2 separate regions of the Sus scrofa genome follow, and region 1 is linked to region 2. The links are chromatin contacts, called in public promoter capture Hi-C maps. All regions are on one chromosome and are shown on one strand. Each heading gives the region's core, a stretch centred on a gene start, on an enhancer-like site or on the middle of the called end of the contact. The rest is flanking DNA. Distances are from core to core; before and after follow the strand shown. Region 1 holds the start of POR (P450 (cytochrome) oxidoreductase). Region 2 holds the start of YWHAG (14-3-3 protein gamma).

The links. Promoter capture Hi-C pulls out the DNA fragments that hold promoters and counts their contacts.
Region 1: a contact with region 2 is called in a promoter capture Hi-C map of liver, with 2.9 times the contacts expected there. The contact joins the promoter of POR here to the promoter of YWHAG in region 2. A contact is called at or near these places in 1 of 5 promoter capture datasets (liver) and 1 of 2 datasets of contacts at active chromatin or transcription factors (alveolar macrophages).

What each region holds. Positions count from the first base shown.
Region 1 is chr3:10,267,288-10,273,280 of Sscrofa11.1, forward strand. It overlaps POR (P450 (cytochrome) oxidoreductase), which reads right to left and starts at 3,571. Exons shown (of 16, transcript NM_001129959.1): 1 at 3,503-3,571.
Region 2 is chr3:9,991,661-9,998,280 of Sscrofa11.1, forward strand. YWHAG (14-3-3 protein gamma) reads left to right here and starts at 3,142. Exons shown (of 3, transcript XM_005661962.3): 1 at 3,142-3,460. The coding sequence starts at 3,374.

The sequences.
Region 1 (5,993 bases), core at 2,321-4,820, 280 kb after region 2:
TTCTGACCCAGGAATTCCACATGTCACAAGTGTGGCCAGAAAATAAAATTTAAAAAATACTAATAATAAGGTAGATCTTTAGGTAGTGATACAGAAAGACATCATGTTAAGCAATAAAAAGCAAACCTCAGAACAGCATGGCTAGTTTCGTCTAATTCTGTGTTTCAAATTTATTTTATGTCTTTTTAGGGCCGCACCCTCGGCATGTGGAAGTTGCCCAGGTTGAATCAGAGCTGCAGCTGCCAGCCTACACCACAGCCACACCAGATCTGAGCTATGTCTGCCACCGACACCACAGATCATGGCAACACCAGATCCTTAACCCATTGAGTGAGGCCAAGATAGAACACGTGTCATTCATTACCGCTGAGCCATGATGCGAACTCCTGTGTTTTAAATTTAAATGGTAGGAATTCCCATTGCGGCTCAGTGGTTAACGAACCGGACTCATATACGTGAAGACGCAGGTTCGATTCCTAGCCTTGCTCAGTGGGTTAAGGATCTGGTGTTGCCGTGAGCTGTAGTGTAGGTCGCAGACGCGGCTCAGATCCCAAGTCGCTGTGGTGTAGACCAGCAGCTATAGCTCTGATTCGACCCATAGCCTGCGAACCTCCATATGCCGTGGGTGTGGCCCTAAAAAGACAAAAAAATAAATAAATAAATAAAATAGTAAAAAATTCCTGCTGTTTTAAGTTTAAAAAAAAAAATTCTAGGTAGTAAACATTATGTGAAGGAAAATATCTGGAGAATATATACTACACCACTGGCAGTGATTTTCTATCTCAGTGTAAGACTGAGGGATGTTCACTATTGTCACTATTAAACTGGGGTAGTTTTTTTCTTTCTTTTTTTTTTTTTTTTTTGCTTTTTTTAGGGCCGCAGCCTATGGAGGTTCCCAGGCTAGGGGTTGAATCCGAGCCACATCTGCGACTTACACCACAGCTCACGGCAACACTGGATCCTTAACCCCCTGAGCAAGGCCAGGGATCGAACCTGCAACCTCTTGGTGCCTGGTCAGATTTGTTTCCGCTGTGCCACAACGGGAACCCCCTAAACTGGGTATTTCTATGATAGTATTTTTAAAAATAATGAGCACTTGGTATTTGTGTGAACAGAATTTAAAATATTTTAATAAAAACAGTCATTTCTCCATTTCACTTTTTTCTGATGTTTTAGACTTAAACGAATCTGAGATAAAAGTTAAATCCCAAAGCACCAAACTGAGGCCCTCAGGTGGTTTGTTGAAAGGCACACAGTGTTAGTACCTGAGCTGGGACTCAGGTTCCCTGGCCCCCTCAAGCCAGGGCCCTGCTCCTTCCAGAAGCAGGAGGAAGGAGAGATGTTGCAAGGGCAGCGGGGCCCTCTGGATCTATGAAAAATCCTACCACTACAGAAGCCGCCACGGGGCGAGGGCCGGGGAGGGGGGCAGGGCAGGTTGCTTCAGAGTTACATTCCTATGAACTTGAAAGATTCCATGAATTTAACAAGTAAAAGCTCTGGAGCTGCCAAGCTGTTCTGATTTCAAACAGCCTATCTCCTAGGTACACATGAACTTATGATCTAACTTAGACCCTGATTTTCACCAGGTTAACAAGGGATCAATTCAGGGTCACCAACAGGTCCTAAAATTAAGGCTGGTGTGGCAACAAACAACTCCCACGGCTGTTTACAAACGCACACCGCCCCAGTGCTTCGGGCGCGGACGGCAGTCAAGGCCATTTCCAGGTGCTGAAGTTCATCCCTGAGGTTCCTTTCACCTCACACCTGCCTCTAATTTTTTTTAAGTGGTAGACACGAGGGATTTGAGAGAGTTACGATGACCCTGAAGTTTTTCACACTACAAGCCAACTGGAAGATTTCCATTCTCGGAAATGCAGGCCAGTTCCTTAGACATGACTAAGCTATCTGCCCAATGCAACCGTTTTCTACCTGACATGGCATGAAAATCATGAGACGCTCAAGAACTGACCACTTTCTCAAAAGGGAAATGAAAACTTAAAGGGACACAAAGAAAGGAAAGTGCTTTCTTCAGGGTCGGCTGCTTTACTAACTGGGACTTTTGGACTGCTTTCCCCATCCAGCTGACCCCCCAACCACACACAGGGGATGTGCGTAGATGAACTGTGAATGGTTAATGAATTAATGCCTTCTACCCAAAGGGGAGAGGAACTACAGCATTGCACAGAGGGAACACTGGATCTCGGAGGTGAGGTGGGGTGGGGTGGGGTGGGGTGGGGTGGGGTGGAGGGAGTTAGTTAACTGCTCAGCTCTCTTGTTACAGTTCTCAGTGTCACCCTCCAAGACCCTCTCTCTTTTTGTCTTTTTGCCTCTTCCAGGGCCGCACCTGTGGGATAACGGGGTTGCTAGGCTGCAGCTGCCAAGCCTATGCCACAGCCACACGGGATCCGAGCCGCGTCTGCAACCTACACCACAGCTCATGGCAACGCCAGAACCTTAACCCACTGAGCAAGGCCAGGGATCAAACCCGCAACCTCATGGTTCCTTGTCAGATTTGTCAGCCCCTGAGCCACCACAGGAACTCCCAGACTCTCTCTTTTGATCCTCAGAAGCTCAACCCTGTGGGGGCCTGTAGGTAGCTTGCGCCACCATTGGGGAAACAGGCTCCAAGAAGTTAAGTGCCCTGACAAGATGCCAAAGTTCAAACCCAGGACTACCCATTCCAGCCCAGTCTCCTCTGGTCTATTCTCTACTTCAGCCAAATTCAGAGGGAAGGCTGTATTGTGTTGATCTAAGAGATGAGGCAGCCACGTTCTCTGAAACGACCCCAAATCGCTGTCACCAGCTTACACAATGGTGACTGTCTTCGCTGCCCAGGAGACCTCGACTTCTTACCCAATTGCTCTGACGAGCTAAAGGTGTAGCGGCTGTTCAGCAGAGCCCGGCAAAGCACCTGCCCGCCAGAAGAACTATCCCCCAGGGATTCGGGGGCCTCGATGGCACGCAGAACATTTCCCAACAGAGACCGGGCTGGCAGGCTCCTCTGAGCCCTCGACTGAGCCCACCTGATGCTGCGGGGTCAGATTTGAGCCCCACCTGCAGACATCGAGCGCGTCCTCCCGCTAATTAACCCAATTCCTGAGACCCACAGTACAGACGGGGAAACTCAGGCTCAGGAAGGAAAAGTGACTTCCCAGGAGGGTGGCGGCGTGGGGGCTGGAGCCCGAGCCCTCTCACGCCAAGAACTGGTCTTCCGCCGAAGGGCCATCGGGGCGTCCTAGGCACTGGAAAAGACGACTCTCCAGTCACCTCGAGAGGTCAGCTCGAGGGGATGGGCCACCCCAGGAAGGGCCGAGATGGGAGTCGCGCTTTCCGTGCGAGAATCAGGCGATACCGGCAGCGATCCGGCCCGAAAGCCCGCCCCAGCGCGCAGGGCCCAGGAGGCCGAGGCGCCCAGGAAGCCTCGGGTGTCTAGCAGCCCCGCCACCCAGAACCTTAGCGTCCCGACCCCGCCATCCCAGCACCTGCGAACACACACACTCACCGAGGGCTGCCGGCAGGACTCCGGATACCTGAGCAGGACGCAGGCCCGCACCACTGAGGCGCTACCACCGCCGGCGCCGGCCAGGGTGTGGGGGCGTGGCCAGTGGCTGCGCCGCTCTGCCCAACCCGGCCGCACGCTTGCTTCCGGGGCCAGGCCTCCCCCCTGCGAATCTGTGCTCTTGGTACAGCCCGGGCGGCCACGCCCCCTCAGCGTCCCAGCTCCACCGCCAGGCCTGGGAACTTGGTGGGTTGTACCCCAGCAGGGAGCGGTTCTTCCCCCCGCCCCCGCCGCCCCGGGCTGACGGCGGCTTCTGCTGCCCTTGAGGTGCAGGGGAGGGCAGTGGTCGTGAGCCGCGCCGCTCGAGTGTGTTCGCGCCTTTTTCTCCTCCACGGCCCTCAGTTCCCTCATCTGAAAATGGCGAGGCTGCTTGGACAGAGTGTCCAGGGCCCCTCCAACCGCTTGAGTCGGGGAGGCAGGAAGTGAGCAGGCAGGGGGCGAGGACTGGACTGAAGACGTGGGAGGGGGCAGAGGGCGCCTTGAAAAGTCTGGCTGCCGCAGTTGAGGGTAAGGAGTCCACCTCTGCCTCCTACTGTGGTTCCTATGTCATAGGGTTAGGAGGATTAGGTGGTATAACTCATGTTCGTAAATAATTTAGCTCGGTGCGATAAGTGCTCTAGAAATGTAAAGTATTACTATTATCATCATTACGACTGCTACTGCTACTACAGGCTCTGCTGAGAGTTCCTTTTGAAACAGTGGGCAACTCGCTTCATTCAGAACCCATTCCCCATCTTTAAGCTGGGACCCACCAGCGACAACCAGATGCTTTGAAAACTGTCAGGTCCTATATAAAGAGAGAATTATTACAGTGACCCCAGTTGTAGGCTTCCTCCATTCCAGTCTGTCAGGAGCTGGTCTGATTCACCCGATGGAACCAGTCCTCCAGCAGTCAGGGTGGGGCATCAGTGTCTCACTAAGGGACTGAATACCTTCATCCTACTCTAAGGCCCTCAAGAGAGCAGGGGGGCATTTCATCACCCAGATCTCTGGCACTCCAGCCTTTGCACCGACTTGCTGCACATCTCCCCGGAGAAGATTTAAACTTTGCCTCTGAATTTTTGGGCCCTGCTTCTGTGAAGCCAGAGTACAAAACACCGAGTTTCCTTTCTGCTAATAGCGTGACTGAGGCAGGAAACAGGAGGCTTCTTTTGATTCCCCCCCGCCCCTTAAGCAGTAACTGAGTCCTATGGATTCCATCTCCAGGACTGCCCTCCTTCCCTTCTTATCTTTCCAGCTGTCTCTGTCCTAGTTCAGACCTACCTGGAGTCACTTGTCACTTGGATGATCTCAGCAGTTCTTGATTCACATGCCACCTCCAATTTCCACCTACGACCAGGGAAACTTCCTCTTAAATCACTCTGCTCACGGGCCTTCCTGTCTCTTAACCCTTCCTCCTCAAATCACACTCACCAGCCAGCTGGGGGGAAAATAGTTAGCTACGCACCTCAGACCTCACACTAATATAAATTCCTGAGAGACAAAAGAGGTAAACACCCTTTTAAAAGAAAAGGAAAAAAAAGTCCTAAAAGAACCCTTGGGAGAATTTGTGTTAATCTCCAAGAGACCTCTCTGCGTTAACCTAGAATCCGTAAATGACTAAGAAATCTACTTACCTAAAAATCAAAATGTGGGGAGCTCCTGTTGTGGCTCAGCGGCAACAAACCCGAATAGTATCCACGAGGACTCAGGTTCGCTCCCTGGCTTTGCTCATTGGGTTAAGGATCCGGCGTTGCCGGGAGCTGGGGTATATGTTGCAGCCGTAGCTCGGATCAGGTGTTGGTGTAGGCCAGCAGCTGCTGCTCCAATTCAGCCCCTAGCCTGGGAACTTCCATATGTAGAGGTTGTGGTTCAAAAAAAAAAAAAGGCTAAAAAATAAAAATTTGATGTGTGACAAAGTCCTATAGGCAAAGTTAAAAGACAAAGGACAGACCAGGAGGAAATAGTCGCAATTATTAATAGTCAAAGGACGAGTTTCCCTAAAACAACGGCCTCTCCGCATTAATAAGACATACATCTGGGCAAATGATGGGACTTGTCAGTTCGCAGGAAAAGAAATGCAAAGGGCTCTGAAGCATATGAAGAGTTGTTCAACCCCACACAGAAAGGAAATGCAAATTAAAACTTGACCGAGGAGTTCCCGTCGTGGCGCAGTGGTTAACGAATCCGACTAGGAACCATGAGGTTGCGGGTTCGATCCCTGCCCTTGCTCAGTGGGTTAACGATCCGGCATTGCCGTGAGCTGTGGTGTAGGTTGCAGACACGGCTCGGATCCCTCATTGCTGTGGCTCTGGTGTAGGCCGGTGGCTACAGCTCCGATTAGACCCCTAGCCTGGGAACCTCCATATGCCGCGGGAGCGGCCCAAGAAATAGCAGCAGCAGCAACAACAACAACAAAAAAAAAAAAAAAAAAAAAGACAAAAGACAAAAAAAA
Region 2 (6,620 bases), core at 1,892-4,391:
CAACTCTGGGACTGAACCATCTCCCAGGACTGCAGGTGCAGAGCCCATGTTTCCGCAGCCAATAGCCTTCCACTTGAGAAAATGAACAGGCTGGATCTAGCACTGTGACTTGTCACAGCAGGGCGGAGCACTCAGTGCTCTTTTACTTTAATTTCTCACTTGAAGGGTGGGGAAATTAAGACCCAGAGAGGGCACAGGCCTTGCGTCTAGAGCTGGGGGCCAGGCAGAAGCCAGAATGCTAGTTCTCCACCTCCCTCCTCCAGGCAGGCGTAGAGGAGGAAGCTAGAATCTTAAGCCATTTGTTCTGTGTCATGTCGCCATGGCTTTGAAGCAGCCCTCTCAACAGCCAGGGCCTCTGGGCAGCTGCGGCTTTAAGCCTAGAGTCTTAAAAAGAATCAAAAGGGAAAGGAGGGCAGGGCCAGCTCTCCTGCGCCGTAGGAGCCTGCAGATGTCATTCCTGTGTGGCTTTGGCACATCCTTGTCTTTGCCTCTGCTTTACTTTTTTCCCAAACAGATTTGGCCTGGATTATTATTATTTTTTTTTTTTAATGCACATTGGACTGGTTGTGGGGAAGGAACTGAGGTGGCGAGGTCAGAGAGGCAGCCTGAAATGTGCCAGGAAGTTCCCGAGAATTTAGGTTCCAGGGCCTAAAATCGTTGACATGTTTAATCCACTGTAGACAACCAGGGTTGGCTGTCAGGGTTCCTTCCCGCCGGACCTGGGTGGCCCAGGCCAGAGTGGTTGAGGCCTGGCCTGCAGGGAGGAAGAGAAAGGAAGAGAAATGACTTGGCGAACACTCCTGTAAGAGACAGAAGGAAGTGGGAGGGTATATTCACCAGCAGGATTGCATTTTGCCGGGTGGTGTAGTAAGAGAAGAGGGACCAGGGCCTATACTGGAGGAGGGGAGAAGAGAGCTATTTCTAGACTCTCCTCACTCAGCCCAGAGCTGTCTCCCTAAGTCCGTGCATGCATTCATGCATTCATTCATTCCTTCATTTTGCATGTTCTTCGTATTTAAGGTGTGCCAGGCACTGTGCCCAGCACTGAGGAAGCAATGGCGATGAAGATTAAATGCCAATCTCATCCTTTTCTGCCTTGGTTAAAATCTCACAAGCTTTCTATTTATTTTGAAAGAAAGACTGCACTCCCTTGACTGCCATTCAGGGCTCCTCACATTCTGGCTCCTGACTCCATGTCCAGCCCCAATACCCATCACTTCAGGCAACAAACACATTGGATTTTTTGCCTATCAATGTTTATATGTTAGGGGAGTTCCGTCGTGGCTCAGTGGTAAAGAACCTGACCAGTATCCATGAGGAAGCCGGTTCAAGCCCTGGCCCCATTCAGTGGGTTAAGGATCTGGCGTTGCCTTGAGCTGCGGTGTAGGTCGCAGACGAGGCTTGGATCCTGCGTTGCTGTGGCTGTGATGTAGGCCAGCAGCTGTAGCTGCTATCCAACCCCTAGCCTGGGAACTTCCATGTGCCACATGTGCAGCTCTAAAAGGCAAAACAAAAACAAACAAAAACTTTTGTCGGGAAGAAACTGCCTGTGTCTTTTGCCTGCTCTCAAATCCTACACATCTTTAAGGGCTGGACTGGAAATGTTACCTAACTCCCTGGGGAAGCTTTTCAGAACCTCTTCCTATCTAGCCTGAATTAAAAAACAAAACAAAAACCAATTTAACGCCACTTAACAAATTCTGAATCCCTTGAGGGTAAGGTTCCACGCCCTGTTCCAGAATCAAGCCTGGAATAATTCTCCGAAACTCCTTTATTCTCTGGTCTCATACACAACACTTCATATTCACTGTTTTAAAAAATCCCTGGAAATTTCCTTGTGGGAAGTAGATTAAGGATCTGCTATTGCTGCAGCTGTGGTGCAGGCTTCAACTGCAGGCGTGGGTTTGATCCTTGACCCAGAAACTTCCATATGCTGTGGGTGCAAAAAAAAAAAAAATTCTTTATTACTTTCTAAAGTACTCTACACACTTATCTTTACTTTGCCTATTTTCTTGGGCAGGGATTTTATTTGATTTGTTCTCTGCCGTACCCTATTGCCTAGAACAGTGCCTGGAACATTGTAGGTGTGCAATAAGATAAGTGCTGGATAAACGAAATAAAACGTGCAGTCAAAACTGTGGGTTGTGTGAGCTACATGGAATGTCAAAAAGGGAAGCACATGAGCAAGAATTAGTCAGATTGACCTCAGCGTGTATATTCTAGGCGGGCAGAAAAGAGTTGGTTAACCCCTACACACAACCCAGTGTTGAGCAGCCATTGGCTAACTGAATTGAATCTTTAATGCTCCACCCTGGAGAGGAAGGAAGGGGCTCACCAGGGGTAGACCCGCAAACTACTGCTGTATCCTTTCTACAAATTGACCAGGACGCCCTCCTGGTATTTGTCTTTCCAGATTTCCACCTGTCAGGTCCAAGAATCTCAAGGTGGGGATGCGGAGGGAGCTGGAACCTTGTGGGGGAGGGTGACAGTCCCCCAAGGTTTGGCTCCTTAATTCAACCATCCCTCAGGCGGTCACCACCCTCACAGTTTTAATCAATAGTGTACGGACCCCACCTCTCCAGACCCCCACCCCCCTCCATGTCCTGCTATTTTATCTCAGAAACATGGTCCAGGGCTGAGGCCCTGGCCCCCTCCTCCAGTAATTTCCCCAAGCATGTGGGGCGGGGCCGTGAATCAGCACTCACTGGGACTGATGCATCCTCCGTCCCCGCCAGGGGTCCCCAGCGGCCGCAGAATTAGGAACCCCCCCCTCCCCGTCCCATCCTCCTCTGTCTGAGCGCTACGACAACAGGGAGATGTAGTCTTGGCTGCCCCTTTGTCCCTGATCTCCCCAACGTATCGCCGCACCCGAGGATGAACTACAACTCCCAGGGGCCCAGGCGCCGGAGGCCTGAGAGGGCCGCGGTCTGCAGGACGAAGGGTGGGGGCCGTCTGGAGAAGATAGGGCACAGCAGCCGGGGTGAAGGGAAGCACCCGGCTCGTTGGGGGGCAGCGGGGAAGGAGGGGACGCCCAGAGAGCGGCGCCGAGCTGAGTTGGGGAGGGGAAACCCAAGGAACGGAAGGGCCGGGGCGGGGGTGCGCGGGCGGGTGGGCGGGGCCGTTGCGTCACGCGGCGTGGGCGGGGCCGCAGGGGGTTGTCCGCCCGCGGCACGCACAGCAGTCGCAGCCGCCTCGCGCCCGGTCCCGCGGTCGCAGCTCGAGCCGCAGCCTCTGCGCCGCCACCGTCGCCGCCTCAGCCGCTCGCTTCGTGGGTCGGTCCCTCCGGCACACGGGCTCCAGCCGCGTCGCAGCCGTCCCCTGAGCCCCTCAGGCCGCCCCGGTCTCCTTGCCCGGCCCGACCCAGCCCGTGAAGATGGTGGACCGCGAGCAACTGGTGCAGAAAGCCCGGCTGGCGGAGCAGGCGGAGCGCTACGACGACATGGCCGCGGCCATGAAGAACGTGAGTTTCTCCTCCCCTCCCCCCGCCTCGCCCCAGCCCCTTTGCAGACGCGGGCCTTCGTCGGCTCTTCCGGGGGACTGGTTGCCTGTTGCAGCTGCAGGTCTCTCGCCCCTGAGGGAGCTGGGGAGGGTCCCGAGAGCGCTGAGGACCGGGTGTGACGCGGCCTCGCTCCGAGCGTCCCCCGGGGCCGGCGGCGCTGTCTCCTCAGCCCTCCTCGCGCTCGGGCTGGGGCGGGGTCTTGCAGGGCTGGTCTGGGCAGCCGGCTCTCCGGCCGCCGCGCCTTTGGCTTTGCCGGGGACCTGAGCCGGGGCCACGCGCATCCTTTGTGCCCCACTTCCCCTCCTCCCAGCCTGGGCGTGTGGGGGCGGGGGACCGCATGGATGCGGTTCCTCTTTTCTCCCTGGTGTCTGGGCGGCGCCTTTTCCATTCACTCAGCAGGTCTCCCGGTTTTCTGATGCTCCCCCTCTCCCCAAATCTTCCCACTGTCTCTCGAGACAGGTCCTTTAGAGTCTCCCCGGTAAAAACGTAGGCTGTCCTGAAAACCTGGGCGCAGTAGTACAAAATCGAAACCTCCTTGCTCACGTTTTTCTTAACAAAAGGCTCCTCTTTCTTTACCTCAAAGCAAGCCCTCTTGATTTTAGGAAGAGGGGAACGTTTGTTTGGCTAGCTTTTTCATTGATTGTTCTTAATATGTTATCTCTAATTTTTCCTAGTGTTTTTTGTATTGAAAAGGGTAGGTATTGTCTTAAAAATAAAGGTTGTGAATTTAGCTGACTGGTTCAATTTGTGATAATATGCCGTTTCTCTTTTAAACACAGGCACACATCTGTTGAAATTCCTATAAGTTGAAAAAATATTCTCTCTGATCTGATACTGCAAACAAAGCGGTGGTGGGAGGCAGTATCAAGTCATTCCAGAAGATTCTGCATTTGTCATATTGCAGAGAGCCTAGACTGGGTGGAGGCTGGGAGGAGTTATTTTAAAGGGGAAAAAATATCTTTTTTTTTTTTTTTAATTTGTTTTGTTAGATATATCTGAGGCTTAAAAAAAGCTATCACATCCTTATTGGTGATGAAAAGAGAATACTGATCTCCAGTTGTCGCATTTTGTCTGGGATGCAGATTCCTGCCTGTATTGCACCATTTTGTAACACTACATTTGTCTAATGGGCAGACAACCAGTTTGATGGTGGGGGGGAGTATTGACCATTATTAAATGAAACCTAGAAAATTATCTAGTGATTTAGGTCTCCCACTATTTTAATAAATAAGTTAAATACTTCTTGCCTTATGTAACAAAGGTTTTAAAGTGCATCTCCTGTGTGTAGCAGATGCAGGAGTGTACCTTGCGTGTTAAATCTTTTTAATGAAGCAGTGTAGGTATTACAGATTCATTAATTCTTGAATAATTTTACTGGTTCACAAAAGATGACAATACTGATGCCTTTATATTTAAGTCATCTACATTAATAAGGGGTTTTTATTCCCTTAAGGAAGAGAATTGACTCTGAAATTGGGAGCACTGCTTTATTAAGAGACTGCTACAGTTGCTGTCTTTAAAGTGCAAATGATAGAAGTTATACTTTAATAGATATCAGTATCTTCAGTTCAATTATTTAGACTCTTCTAATTTTTCCATATTTCTAGTTTCACAGGAAAGCGAGTGACCTCGCACCTATATCCATAGCAACCCAGTGATGTCACACAATGACACAGAGGCTGCAATGCACCTAAGGGCTGGTAGGGAGTATTCAGATGGCATTTGTCCAAGGTAATGCAGAAATTATCAGATGAGCCAGGTGGAATTGAGTACTTTATGTTCTATCAGATGAGAATTGGTCCCCAAAATAAAGTATTTCATTTATCCTTAGACTTGCAAATCAGGGACCTCTAGATATGCCTGTTCTCCTTCCTATTTCTAGTTTTCTCAAAAGTTTAAGGATACAGTAGTGTTTTTAAACATTCATCTCACTATTAAAATTGGGCAATGAAGGAATAAAGTTAAAAATTTTAAGCAATTTTTTTGTGATCATAGTGCAGGGGTGGGTTGTATACATGGCTTTATTGCAAATTATTAATGTGGCAGGTTTTAAAAAAACCTTTAAAAAATTACAACTTCCTACTCGGTCATTTTCAGTAAATGTCAGGGAATGAGAATCCGTTTCAGAACACTTGAGCTTGGGATTGGGAAAAGTTTTCTTTTGCTGTGTTGATGCTTCTGCTCTTTGACGACAGAGCATGGAGGAAAGAACAGTTCATAAAATAAAGCAGACATTTTTCGAACCTGTTTACTGTGATTCTGAGGGTTAGGCTTACCTTTGACCTTCACTTTCTTCCTCTGTAAAATGGGTCAATACCTACTTGAAAAAGTTGCAAGGATTAAATAAAAACTGTAGATGCTTTAAAAAAGTAACTGTTTCTTCCTCTCTTTGTAAAGGTTATCACTGAATTTGGAAAATAGAGGAAGATACAAAAAAAAAGTCCTTCCCTTAAGGTTGGAGTAATCCAGGTGCTAGAGTGATGAAATTTATTTGAATTTAATGAAATTACCCTAGTAATAGTTAGGACCTGTGACATGTGGGTGACCAGGGTAGAAATAATATGCAGTATTTTGAAAGGGAGGAAGAGGGGGAAGTTTAGTCTTTTAAGATAAATGCATAAGCTTGTATCTAAAAAGAGTGAATCCTGAGATGTTTCCTATTAGACAATACTTACTTGTCCTTTGGATTTTAATAGCCTCTTGAGTTGGTATTCTGAGTAGACTTTGGTACTTGCTTGGGGTGAGAGGTGGAGAAAAGATTCTGAGCTACTAATTTTGTTCAAGTTACTGGGTTAAGCAACTTAACTCAGGTGTGTGTGGGAGAGGGCAGTGGTGGCGGAAGTCTATCTTAATAATATAAAAAAGTCTTTCTAGTGGAATAGATACACCTTAACATTTTTTTTACTGTGTTAAATATTCTGTTTCCTCCTAGCTTTTCCAGGAGGCTAGATCAATAGCCATTATCACTAATGGAGTAATGACCCCTCTGTAGACTTGAGAGGCGGAGTTCTGCCAGCCTTTACTCTTAAGTCATGTGGTTTCAGTTCTCATCTTTGGGATTGGAAGAACACAGATAACAGTTCGCCCTTTACATTATCCTTTGCAGTAACTGCAATGACTG